Linked DNA regions of Mus musculus: region 1 is linked to region 2. Evidence: chromatin contacts called from public HiChIP or PLAC-seq data. All regions are on one chromosome and are shown on one strand. Each heading gives the region's core, a stretch centred on a gene start, on an enhancer-like site or on the middle of the called end of the contact. The rest is flanking DNA. Distances are from core to core; before and after follow the strand shown.

What was found. HiChIP or PLAC-seq counts read pairs in DNA pulled down with a chosen protein or histone mark.
Region 1: a contact with region 2 is called in an H3K27ac HiChIP or PLAC-seq map of embryonic stem cells, with 3 times the contacts expected there. The contact joins the promoter of Jmjd7 here to the enhancer-like site in region 2. A contact is called at or near these places in 1 of 39 promoter capture datasets (liver), 1 of 484 Hi-C or Micro-C datasets (ventricular fibroblasts), 5 of 115 datasets of contacts at active chromatin or transcription factors (all in embryonic stem cells) and 3 of 9 other capture datasets (adipose tissue, liver and pancreatic islet).

The regions. Positions count from the first base shown.
Region 1 is chr2:120,023,333-120,029,690 of GRCm38.p6, reverse strand. Jmjd7 (jumonji domain containing 7) reads right to left here and starts at 2,208. Exons shown (of 8, transcript NM_001114637.1): 1 at 2,115-2,208. The coding sequence starts at 2,178. It overlaps Mapkbp1 (mitogen-activated protein kinase binding protein 1), which reads right to left. Exons shown (of 30, transcript NM_011941.3): 28 at 5,552-6,148; 29 at 5,088-5,173; 30 at 2,288-4,587. The coding sequence ends at 4,360. It overlaps Gm28042 (predicted gene, 28042), which reads right to left and starts at 2,208. Exons shown (of 27, transcript NR_104353.1): 1 at 2,115-2,208.
Region 2 is chr2:119,828,660-119,835,817 of GRCm38.p6, reverse strand. No RefSeq gene overlaps it. Among named protein-coding and RNA genes, the nearest start is that of Tyro3, 33 kb to the right of the region's middle. Within about 2 kb of position 1,432, at least 9 of the 459 cell types and tissues checked have an H3K27ac peak or open chromatin away from gene starts, as enhancers often do. A contact at or near this core is called in embryonic stem cells, where this site is marked.

The DNA.
Region 1 (6,358 bases), core at 959-3,458, 190 kb before region 2:
AGCCAGCCCCAGTTAAATGTTGTCCTTTATAAGGGTTGTGGTGATTATGGTGTCTCTTCACGGCAGTAAAATCCTAAGACAGCCTCCAATGGTGATATTCACTGAACGCCTGAAATGGACCCAGCACCGGGCCTGGCCAGTGTGGCTGAGAAGACACCACCACCATCTCACCAAGTTTACGGCTCATCTGTCTATGCAGGGAGGCAACTGCCCAGTGACAACACTCGAAGACAGGTAGGGGCTGAAGTGAGCTCTGCTCTCACGGACCAGCAGCAGCGTGCTTGGCCATCTAGGGCCAACACTTATGCACTGTGACACCTATGGAGACATTAAGTGACTCTGTGTAAACTGATGTGGAGGCTCACATCTGTAAACCCATCACCTGGAAGGTGGCATCAGGAGTATCAGATCAGCAAGCTCAAGGCCATCCTGTGTGTGTATGAGTGTGTATCTGTTGCTTTGCCCCATACCAATCCGGCCCTGGGCCTGGGCGTCTTTAAGTCCTGTTGATTCTACCCGTTGTCTCTCAAAACTACCTTTGCTTTCCCTCTGGTGCTCTGGGTCCAATGTCAGGCTTCTTTTCCTGACCATCCCTTTTTAAACTGTCACTTGTTAGGAACAATCTTTATCTCCTTGCCGAGTTTTTCTCCACAGATTTATCATTACCTGACCCTGTGTATTTTTTTCATGTTTCTTTTTTTTTGGTTTTTCGAGACAGGGTTTCTCTGTGTAGCCCTGGCTGTCCTGGAACTCACTCTGCAGACCAGGCTGGCCTGGAACCACAGAGATCCTCCTGCCTCTGACTCCTGAGTGCTGGGCCACCATCACCTGACCTGAACCTGCCCTTTTCCAGCCTTTGGGTTTTCTATAATTATGCTGGTTTTATTTGCTCACCATTTCCTTTAGAGGGTGGGTGTTTTTCTCCCCTAAAGCTTCAAAATGAACTTCAAACAATTCCTTTGACCCAGCAATTCTGTTAAGAATTTGACTGACAAAAATAAACATAAACACAAAGTCTGCTCCAAGCTCAGTCCACACTGCTTCCTGGATATAGCAGGCACACCCGCTCTGAGGGTTTAGCTGACCCATCAACCGTCCTCCAGGGCAGTGCTTCCTAATGCTCTACCCTTTAAGACAGTTCCTCATGTTGTGGTGACCCTAGGCTGTAACATCATTTCGTTGCTACTTCATAACTGTGATTTTACTAGTTATGAGTCACAAGATAAATGTCTGATGTTCAGGATATCTGACATGCGACTGCTCTGGGGTCTCGACCTCATAGGTTGAGAATACTGCTCTAACCACCTGTGTGTGACACAGCCGGTAAATTGACAAAATTGTGCTTGATCAATTGCTCTCCCTCTGTGTGTGGGTGTGCGCATGTGTGGTGTGTGCCTGTGTATGCATGTGTGGAGGCCGTTGACATTAGGTGTATACCATTCTCCACTTTATTTTCTGAGTCAAAGTCACTGAACCTGGAGCTCAGCAGTTGCTAAGCTGGCAGGCCAGGGAGCCCCTGGGGTCCTCCTGCCTTTCCCTCCCACCTCTGGAATCCCATCAGAAGTCCACCATCACCACACCCAGTGTTTTCTGTTAGTGCTGGGGATGTGACCCCAGATCATCATGTGCTTAAGAGCTTTACCTACCCACTTAGCCATCTCTCCAGCTTGTTTAATGATGGGGTAGTGAGGACCAGAGGAAGAAGAAAGGAAACACACAAGATCAACTGGGCGGCTGCCTACAATCCTCAAAGCTTGGAGTCTGAATGAACGAGGGAAGTCGCCTGCTTCTCTCCTCAGAACCCACCAGCATCCGAGATGTTTGAGGTGAAAGTATAGCATGGCAGCGCACGGGGACTCAGCACCCCGCTGGCTTTGAGAATGGCACCATGACTACCGTCAGAGCTGTGCTGGGTCTTGAAAACTACAACTGCACCCCACGAAGGCAGCCAGGCGTGCGATCCTGAGCTAAGGAGCCGTCCGCCAGCTAAAGAAGGGTACACACAAAACTGTGTGGCCACCGGTCGGACACTCATGCACACTGAGTTCCAGGGTGCCCAGGCTCCCTCCGCGCTGTCCTCGCGCGGTCGCTGCTGCCTGTGAGAGTGCACTCACCGCGAGCCGCCGCCGGGAACTCTTGCAACGCCCTCCGAACTGCCTCCAGAGCCGCCTCCGCCATGACGGCCGCGGGACAAGAACCCGCCCCTATTTCCGCTCCAGGATCGCAGCCCCGCCCCCGTTTCCGCCCTCTAGGAGGTGCAACAAGCGGCGCTCTTCTCAGAATTTGCTAGCAGGTTAACAAATGATTGTGTTTATTGACAATTTCATACATCCGTACAAACGAAACGTTAAAACAGTCCCACCCCGTACAGCCGGGGAGGAGACAGGCGCCACAGTATAAAAGTTATAAATAAGGGGCTTTCAAAACTGGGATAGGACAAATCTGGACATGGGCAGCAATTGCCAGTGGCCTCAGACATGCAGAAGAGGACAAAGTGCCACAGGCCACAAGACCCCACCCATGCAGGGTAGTGGCGCTTTCTCTAGAAGGGCAGGCTGGCATAAAGACCTCTAAAACCTGGTGGAGGTCAGGGCAGTGGGCCGACTTCTAACCCCCACACTGCCAAGGGGCCCACCTCAAGTGGCTTCGGTTCTTTGGGCTAGGAGTTTGACTATGCGTGTGGTAGAAAAATGGGAACACATGGTTTGGGTATTCACATGGTTTGGGTATACTCAACACTCAGGTTGAACCAACAAAGCTAAGCACCCATTAAACCTAGTTTCCTGCTAGCCTCTGCATTCAGAGCTGGGAAGTGGCGTTGAGGTTTCGACAGGTTTGTGTTATCTAAACCTGGTGAAATGTCACTACTCTGCCTTCCCTGATGCAGAGGAAAGGAGGGCCCAGGCCCAAAGACATACTCACTCCAATTCTGCAACCACCTCACCACTTCTTCCAACATACAGCTTCTCTCTCTTTTTGCTACTCTCTAACCGTTACCTTAACTCTATCCCTACCTCTGCCACCTACCTGTCCGGCTATTACTTTTCCAGTGGTCTCTTGCCCAGTGCCTTCATTCCACAATCTCCAGTGTCCAGTATTTCTGGGCACTCAATACTGCCTTTGAAAAGAGCCTCCTCCATGAGCCAGGTGACCCATAGGCCATCTCCGGTCAGCCTGGCTGTGGACACCACAACTCCAGAATTTCAGTCTAGTGTATCCATCCCTTTTTGTGTTTAGTGTACCCATCCCTTTTTGTGTTTCTGGATCAGAATTCCAATTAATCCAGGCTAGTGACGCTGAGGCAAAAATGTGAGGAAACCAGGTGCATACCAGCCAGGCAAGTGTTCTAAAATGAGCACTCAACTGTGCATATGATTTGTGTGTGTGTGTGTGTGTGTGTGTGTGTGTGTGTGTGTGTGTGTGTGTGTGTGTGTGTGTGTGTGTGTGTGTGGCCAAGGTTCTAGGAAGGTGGGCCAGTGCCCTGTAAACCATAAGGGTACTCCCAATACAGGTTTCTGATTGCGCATTGCCCAGGATGTAGGGAGAAAGTGGTCCCCAGGGATTCAACAGTCTGCTGGGGACCAGGGATAGAGAACAAGGAAGCCTAAGGGGCTGAGGAAAGTAGGCCAGGCTTTGCTGTCTGCCCAGCAGAGGGGTTTCACTGTCCTGCAGCAAAAATCCCACAACTAGCTCCACAAGGGGGAAAAGGGATGGGGCCAGAAAAAACACTAGGGCTCTCTTGCAGGGAACATGGGATTGGAATGTGGGGGCTCAGTTCCTGATACCAACTCAAGTTTTCTAATGGCTGGGAATACCCTGGAGGCCAGGCAGCTGTCTCACTGCCAGGAGTTGGGGGGAAACTACCCCTGCTCTGGCAGGCAGGGGAGTGCAGCTGGTGTGGGAGTAGAGGTAAAGGTCTACAGTTGGCTTTAGGACACTAAATACCACATTACCTTTCATCTCTATCCCAGAGTACCCTGTGGATGCTCCGCCCCAGGGAGCTCATCCCTGCAGAAACTTCAAATGGCTTCTAAGAAGAGAAGGCCAGCCCTTCCCGATGTCCCCAGGGGAGGCAGGCTGCCCTCCTACCCCTCACAGCACCAAGATGATGTAGACTCAAGACTTGCCCTGCTGTGAGCCCCAGGCTGGGCTTTAGAGGCAGGAGTCCCAAGGAAGTGAGGCAAAGTCAGGGAAATAAATTAATAAATACAGGGGCTCCATGAGGGCGGCTGGGAAGGCTGCTTTGCCTCTCAACACTGATCACTGCTGTCCACTCCAGACATTCCCACCTTTTCTTGAGTGGAAGCAGGGATACAGTTTGGAATGGAGAGCATTTCTCTTGGGACAGGCTTCAGGAACTCAGAGTCTACGCTCCATGCGCCGCTCCACAGCTCTTAGCAGTAGCTCGGAGTATTGCTCCAACAGGGCCTGCGTCTGCTCAGCCCCCACAGCCCCAGGGCTGCCACCTGGGCTGGACAGCACCGCCCCAGCCAGAACCTCGAGCTCCTGTCGCACCGAAGAGAAGGTGTCTCTCAGGAGACGGGTGATGTGACTTTGCTCTGCCGAAGGTGTCTTATAGCTGGTCACCTGCAACAGGAACACTGAAAGTGAGCTGGAGAGCAGTAGACAGTGGAATATAGAAAAGGGGCTCTGCCAGTGCCTTGCCCACCCAGTAGAAGGGACTGCCTAGGAGTTCTACACACAAGATCAGGATGGCCAGAGTCACTCTGATGGGTGGCCCAGATGAGGATCCCTCCAGACTATTAGAACCATCTACTTCTTGACAACTTTTCCCAACAACTCTTTCAAATGTGACAGTTACATTGTTTCTTCTATCTAAAGTGCCCAAACCATTTTGGGATATAAAAAAAAAAGATAACAGCCATGAATTGGGATTTTCTTGAATAATATGGTGTTCTACGCTACGACCCTGTTTCTTGCCTAGAAATAACCAACAGATTCTGGGGTTGAGAGGCCTGGCCTGGCTTCTGACCCTCCCCTTTACAATGCTCAGAATACCCTTGAGTTCTCCATCCAGTGTGTAGAAGAAGCTCTGTTGTTGCCTACAGTGGTTGCCCCATACTCACCGCTCGGTAGAGCTCCACTGCCTGGCGTACATTCCCCTGGAGCTCTGCCACGAGCTGTTCACACTGTTGCAGACTCAAGGCCAGTTCTGAAGGACAAACACCAGTGAGGCCCTGCTGCTTTTTCAGGCATCCCAACCCAGGGCTCTCAGAGCAGAGCTATAATCCCTACCAGCCGACAATCCTGGCCTCTTGTCCCACCTTCTTCCAACACCTTCCCCAACACCACACAAAGTTTAGAAGGAAAAGCCAGCCCTAGTATCCAGACTAAAGGGTTCACTGGGTCACAGGGAGATTATGAAGGGTGGCAAGAGTGTCTCACCATCAGAGGTGTGACTTATGGACCAAGACAGGAGCAGACAGGACAAAAACACCAAAGGCCAGGCACACAGAAATGGGACAGAGCCAGAAAGTAGCCAACAGAGACAGAAAGGATGGGCCAGGTGAGACTGGGGAGCCATGCACACCTGAGTCCTGGCTCAGGGCTACCCCTGGCCTGCTGCTTTCCACTGGGTTACGAGTCTTCTCAGGGGACAGGGGCTGCAAGCTCTCAGGGCCTTGGAGAAGGTTGTTGACTGGCAGTTGCTGGGCACAGGGGTGGTTGGGTCCAGGATAAGCCTGGCACTCTGTCCTAGATTTATGAGTAGTACCCTCCCCTAAACAGGAGTGCTTTTCAACTGTAGTATGAGCCTTTCCTAGGCTCACCAAGGGGCCCGATTGTTCTGTTTCATTGTGGGCCAGGCCCTTGGATACAGGTGAGAATGTGGTCAGAGTAGGACGGTCAGGAAGTGGTTTGGGGATGTCCAGGACAAGGTGAGCCCTGCTAGGCAGAGCTAGTTTGTTGAATGGTGAGATTCGGATCGGTACAGGAGCTTGAGGTTCAGTTGCCAGGCCCGGATTCTCGCCAACAGAAATACTACGCGCTAGCTTGGCCATAGAACTGGTGGTGTGGTTCTGGTAGGAGTGGGGCTGAGATGAGCAGCCACCAGCTTGTGGCAGGGATCCTAAGCTGCCCTGGGTCTCTGCCTCCTGGAAGAGCAGTGGACGTGATGAAGGCACCTCATCTGCATTGGGGACAGGGACAGATGCAGGTCGCGTGGTGAGGAAAGTGTGCAAATGCTAGGGCTCAGTCCCCAGTTGCTACTCTCCCCTGTGTGTAATCACTAAGGGACATGCAGTGGCAAGCATGGTGACATGCCAGGGCCACACTAGACCCACCTTCCTCCAGCATGCCCACATATATGTCTCACATCCCCCACAACCTGTAGTTGAAC
Region 2 (7,158 bases), core at 183-2,682:
AGGAAGAAGGAAGAGGGGAGGAGGAAGAAGAAGAGGACTCTCAACAACCACCTCTGACCTCAGAAAGTAAGCTAAACATAAAAATAAAAGATGTTTGAAAGATAAGAACTGATCATGATGGCACACACCTTTATCTTTTTTTTTTTTTTTTGGTTTTTCGAGACAGGGTTTCTCTGTATAGCCCTGGCTGTCCTGGAACTCACTTTGTAGACCAGGCTGGCCTCGAACTCAGAAACCCACCTGCCTCTGCCTCCTGAGTGCTGGGATTAAAGGCGAGCGCCACCACGCCCGGCTGGCACACACCTTTAATCACAGCACTAGGGAGGCAGAAGCAGGTAATTTCTGTGAATTCAAGGCTAGCCTAATCTATTAAGTACCAGGCCAGCCAGGGCTACATAGAAAGACAGTGTATCAAAAAAAAAAAAAAAAAAAAAAAAAAAAGGGAGCGGAGACTTAGAAAGGTGGTTCAGTGGTTAAGGTCACTGGGTACCCTTCCAGAGGTTCTAAGTTCAATTCCCAGCAACCACTTAGTAGCTCACAACCATCTATAATGTGATCTGATGCCCTCTTCTGGCATGCATACATATATGAAAAAAAATAGGACAAGTTAGGTGTCTTAATGTTTATTTTATGTATATGAGTACACTGTAGCTGTCTTCAGATACACCAGAAGAGCACATCAGATCCCATTACAGATGGTTGTGAGCCACCATGTGGTTGCTGGAAATTGAACTCAGGACTTCTGGAAGAGCAGTCAGTGCTCTTAACCACTGAGCCATCTCTCCAACCCCTAAAAAAAATTTTAAAAAAGAAAGAAAAAAAGATAAGAATGACCTTTCTTTGGAATTTTTTTCTTTCATTTCATCGTTTTATTTTATTTGAGATCGACCACAAACTTGCTACGTAGCCGTTTTAGTTGGAGTTTCTATTGCTGTGCTAAACACTATGACCAAAAGCAACTTGGAGAAATGATTCATTTCGCCTCAAGTTTATACTAAATTGTGAAGGGAGGTAGAGGGAGGAACCTGGAGGCAGGAACTGAAGCAGAGGCCATGGAAGAGTGCTGCTTACTGTGCCCGGCATGGTGGCACATGCCTTTAATCCCAGTACTCAGGAGGCAGAGGCAGGTGGATTTCTGAGTTCGAGGCCAGCCTGGTCTACAAAGTGAGTTCCAGGACAGCCAGCGCTAGGGCTATACAGAGAAGCACCGTCTCGAAAAACCAAAGAGAGGAGAGAGAGAGAGAGAGAGAGAGAGAGAGAATTCCCCACAAACTTGCCCACAGGCCAATCTGATGGAGCCATTTTCTCAGCTGAGGATCGATCCCTCTTCCCAGATGACCCCAGCTGGGTGAGGCTGACAAATAGGTAATCAGCTCAGTAAGTAGCCTAAAATGGCTGGGTGTGTCTGATTGCTGAGAACTGGGATTCCAGACACCATGACCACACCCAGTTTAATCAGCGCTAAAAGATCAAACCCAAGGCTTCATATTTGCTGAGTGTGGGCTTTAACCTCCTCAACCATAAATCTGAAAAACATTTTTTAAAATCAAAGGTAGTTAGCCTTGCCAGAGTTTCCCAACCCCTTTCCTTTTATTCTCTCTTCGTCTGTGTGTTCCTTTGTGGGACACCAAGATTTTTTTTCTAGAAGCATCTATTTTGGGTGGTTTATGAGATAGACTCATGTAGCCCAGGCTGTTCTGGAATGGGCTACACTGCTGAAGATAACTTTGAACTTTTTTTTTTTCGAGACAGGGTTTCTCTGTGTGGCCCTGGATGTCCTGGAACTCATTCTGTAGACCAGGCTGGCCTCAAACTCAGAAATCTGCCTGCCTCTGCCTCCCAATTGCTGGGATCAAAGGCGTGTGCCACCACTGCCCAGCTGACATTGAACTTCTGATGTTCCTGCTTCCATTTTCCAAATGTTAGGATTACAGGGTTGTGCTACTATGTCCAGTCCTATCTTTTTTATTTATTATTTCCTTTTCTCCTGTGTGGCTGGGTTTGGGACACAGGCCTTTGTACATGCTAGACGAGTACCAAGACCATGAACTCACTTAGAACCTCTGCCTTCTGAGTTATGCACCATGATGCATAGCAGAGCAAGCATTTGCTTTTAAAAAAGATTCTCATCTAGGCAGTGGTGACTCTCATGCCTTTAATCAAGTTCCTGGACAGCCAGGGCTACATGGAGAAACCCTGTCTACACAATCCAAAAAACAAAAAAAATAAAAAAGACAAAGGATTCATTTGAGTGTGCATGTGTGTGTGTGAGTGTGCATGTGTGAGCATGTGTGTGTGAGTGCATGTGTGAGCACGTGTGTGTGAGTGTGTGTGTGCAAGCCCATGTGTGTGTGTGCGTGCGTGTGTGCATGTGTGTGTCTGTGTACACATACAAATGCACAGGGAAGCCCAGAGGATAATATTGAGTGTCATTCCTCAAGTCTATCCTTTTTCTCTTTCTTTTTTAAGTATTTGAGACACGTCTCTAGGCTAGCTAGCCTACCTCTGCTTCCCTGGCACTAGGGTTACAAGTGTTTATAACCCTATCTACTGTTTTCTTATGTGGACGCTGGAAGTAAAAATCAGGTCCTCAAACTTGGCGAGCATTGGAGCCACCTTCCCTCCCTAGACTAAAGGTTCTTGCCAGGCTCCATGGGGCAGACCTCTAGTCTAGCACTTGGGAAGTAGAGGCAGGAAGATCAGAAGTTCATGGTCTGCTTGTGTTTGTTTACTGCTTTGTTTTTGTCTCATTATGTAGACGAGGCTGGTCTGGAACTCACAGAGATGCACTTGCATGATGGATAAAGTCTACTTTGAATCAGTGTAAACTGAGTACAGTGATACACCGCTGTTATGCCAGAAGTTGGGAGTCTGAGGCAGGAGGATCTCAAGTTCCAAGTCTGAGGTCAGATGGAAGCACATAGTAAAATTGATAAGGCATAGAGGGGACAGACAGGGCACTTTTATATTCTCTATTACAAAGACATACTTGTGTTCTGGAAAAGTGCTAGGCTGATACCAATAAAAACTAACTGTAATCAGGGTTTCAAGAAATATTTGAACCCAGATATTCAGAGAATAAGGAACTGATACCAAGAGAGGCATACATATCACAAGTGTGGCAGACCTCCTGACTAGAAGGCTGACTGAGCTCTCAGATGCTGACTGCCTCTCTCTTTCTTCCCTGGCTTCTCTGTGCATAATCAGCTATCTAGGAAGGAGATGAGTAGCAGGGTTTTCTTTCTTTCTTTTTTTTTTTTTTTTTAAGATGTTACTCTGGAGCCTCGAGAGTTGGCTCAGTGGTTAAGTGCACTTGCTGATCTTCAAGAGGAGCCAGGTTTGGTTTTTAGCACCTATTTTAATCGTCCTGTAATTTGCGTTCCAGGGGATCTGATGCCCTTTTCTAGCCTCCATAGGCACCTACATTCATATGTGTATAACCACACACTGATACATACACATACTCATACACATAATTAAAAGTAGACTAAGGAGTTGGAAGGAATGCTCAGTAGTTGAGTAGTATTGCTCTTACAGAAGACCTGAGTTTTTGTTTGTTTGTTTGTTTGTTTTGATTTTTCGAGACAGGGTTTCTCTGTATAGCCCTGGCTGTCCTGGAACTCACTTTGTAGACCAGGCTGGTCTCAAACTCAGAAATCCACCTGCCTCTGCCTCCTGAGTGCTGAGACTAAAGGCGTGCACCATCACGCCCGGCAGAAGATCTGAGTTTTATTCCTAGAACCTACTATGAGCAACTGACAAGCTCTTATAACTCCATCTCCAGGATATATGATGCCTCTGGTGATGTACATGTACATGTCTTTAATCCTAGCTCTCAGGAGGCAGAGCCAAGCAGATCTCTGAATTTGAGGCCAACCTGGTCCACAGAGTAAGTTCCAGAACAGCCAGGGCTACACAGAGAAACCCTGTCTTGAAAAAACAAAAAGAAGAAGAGGAGGAGGAAGAGGAGGAGGTGGAGGAGGGAGAGGAGGAGGGAGAGGAGGAGGAAGAGGTAGTTAGTTATAAGCAGCACAATTACACATTTTTGTCTCAAGAAACAAAACAAGGCAGATCTGGAGAGATGGCTTAGAAGGTAAGAACAATTCTTGTTCTTGTAGAGGACTGGGTTCCATTTCTAGGACCTACACAGAGGCCCACTACTGCCCATAAGTTCAGTTTCAGGTGATCCAATGCCTTCTTCTGATCTCCTTGGATACCAGACATGCATATGGTCGGTCTATAGACACACAAGCAAGCAAAGAACTCATACATGTAAAAAAGAGGGGAGGAAGGGAGAGGAAGGGAGGGAGAGAAAGAGAGAGACAGAGAGAGAAGAAGAAGAGGAGGAGATGAGGAGGAGGAGGAGAAGAGGAGGAGGAAGGAGAGCAGAAGAGAGAATTACAGTAAGTTAAGTTTCATTCATTTGTTTAATTTTGAGACTGGGCTTATACTGTGTAGCCTTGGCTGGCATGGAACTCTCCCTGTAGAGAGCAGACTGGTGGAGATTCACAGAGATCTGCCCATTTCTGCCTCTTTTCTCTTTTTTTTTTTTTTTTTCCATTTCTGCCCCTTGATTGCTGGGATTAAACGAGTGTTCCACCATTCCCTGCTGTCCATTTATTTATTTTGTGGTGGTGGTGGTGGTGGTGGTGGTGGTGGTGGTGGTGGTGGTGGTGGTGGTGGTGGCGGCGGCAGCTGTGTGTAAGAATCAATGGGCCACAGTGTGTGTGTGGAGGTCAGAGGACAATTTTCAGGAGTCTGATGAGCTCACTTATGCCACAACATACATGTGGAGATCAGAGGAGAACTTTCTGGAATTGGCTCTTTTCCTTCTACCTTGTGTGGCCTGGGGATTGGACTCATGTCCTCAGGCTTGGCCACTGCATCTTTACCCATTGGGCCGTCTCACTAGACCACTCAAAGTTAAGTTTACACATTTGGGGAATTTTTTAAAATTTTACTTTATGTGTATGTGTGATTTGCCTGCATGTACATTGGTGCATCAGATGCAGCTTTGGTGCCCAGGGAGGCCAGAAGAGGGTGTCAGACTCCCTGGAACTAGACTTTCAGAGGGTTGTGAATCACCCAGTGGAATCAAGACCTGGTCTTCTGGAAGAACAGCCAGTGTTCCTAATCACTGAGACGGCAACCCAGCCTTTGTTTTGTGAGTTGTGGGGTTTGTTGACAGGAAGACAATTGGTTGTTTTATAAGATTTTTTTGAAGAAGATTTATTATGGGGGCTCTAATTAGGAAGATGGTGAATATAGAAGAAAAGGAGACGGGGTGAAAGATCAATAAGGATGTTCAAAGACATCATAAGGAATCATACTTTTAACAATCCAACTCAGCCTTTAATCTCAGCACTTGGGAGGCAGAGGCAGGTGGATTTCTGAGTTTGAGACCAGCCTGGTCTACAGAGTGAGTTCCAGGACAGCCAGGGCTACACAGAGAAACACTGTCTCCAAAAAACAAAAACAATCCAACAGAAAATACCTACAATACATGTAAGTCAGTGTAAAATATACATACATGGTTTAAATAAGGTTTTCCCATTTGGGCTGGCAATGCTTCCCTCAACAGCCATAGAACATCTTAACAAAACCCCAACACCAGGCATGAGAAGCACTCGATTCAAGAGTTGTTGGTTAGGGTTGTCCAGAGACTGGCAAAACATTATAGGGTATGGCTATTGCCCTTGGTTGCTTCCCAGAGATAAAAGGTTAAGTTCCTACTTCTAATGGCATCATGAATTTCAAATAAAGGGTCCAGGAGCCCCTGAGCTGAGAATATCCTGATTGCTTCCTCCTTGAGGACTAGCTTTCATGGTACCAGAAAACCCCATTTCCAAAAGAAGAAAACAACCAAGAGTCCTTTCCAGACATGATGCCTATGAACCACAACACTGACCAGCAGAGCCCAATGATCCTAAAGGTGCAGTAGTGGCTCACATACCTTGGTAATAATTTTACTTAGGACCTTAGGCCTAGTACTGGAAACTTAGCCACCTACCCAATGCTAGTGAATTCATGAGCTTTGGATGAAAACCTACAACTGCCACTTTATTAAACCAGTATAACCCTTAACTTCATTCCAAATGTTTGTCTTATACCCACAGATAAGTGTGATCCTCAACCCTCATCAAGAAATATTTTTGCGGGGCTGGAGAGATGGCTCAGCGGTTAAGGACACTGACTCCGCTTCCAGAGGTCCTGAGTTCAATTCCCAGCAACCACATGGTGGCTCACAACCATCTGTAATGAGATTTGATGCCCTCTTCTGGTGTGTCTTAAGTCAGCTACAGTGTACTCATGTATATTAAATAAATAATTCCTTTAAAAAAAAAAAAAGAAATATTTTTGCGAGCCGGGCGTGGTGGTGCATGCCTTTAATCCCAGCACTCAGGAGGCAGAGGCAGGTGGATTTCTGAGTTCGAGGCCAGCCTGGTCTACAAAGTGAGTTCCAGGATAGCCAGGGCTATACAGAGAAACCCTGTTTCAAAAAAACAAAACAAAAAAAAAAAAAAAAAAAAAAGAAAAAGAAATATCATTTGAGGGGCTGATGAGATGGCTCAGTGGTTAAGAGCACCGACTACTCTTCCAAAGGTCCTGAGTTCAAATCCCAGCAACCACATGGTGGCTCACAACCACCTGTAATGAGATCTGACGCCCTCTTCTGGGGTGTCTGAAGACAGCTACAGTGTACTTATGTGTGATAATAAATAAATTAAAAAAAAAAAAAGAAATATCATTTGCAACATAGAGGGACCATCATAGAAAACCACAACGAATCAAAATACAGCGTTGTGGAGCCCAATTCCAACAAATGCATCTATAATACAACTTCTGTACATAAGGCTCAGGGATCGTCCTGCTAGAGGGAGCAGAAAAATTGTAAAAGCCAGAGAACAGGGAGTTTGCTGTGAGATAGTAGGCTTTAGGAATGTCAGAAGCCACACCCATAAAGTCTCACCAAATAACTGCCCAAGCAGGAGCAGAAAGATGACACTAATACACAAGCTAACATGGATAGGGGAAATTCACACGGCCTGAACCCTACACAATGACAGGCAGCTGAGGAATGTTGGGATAGCCTGTCCCTGGGAAGAGCTCAGCAGCTGATTATCCAGTCCCAAAAGGTCGGCCCTGAAAGCACACATG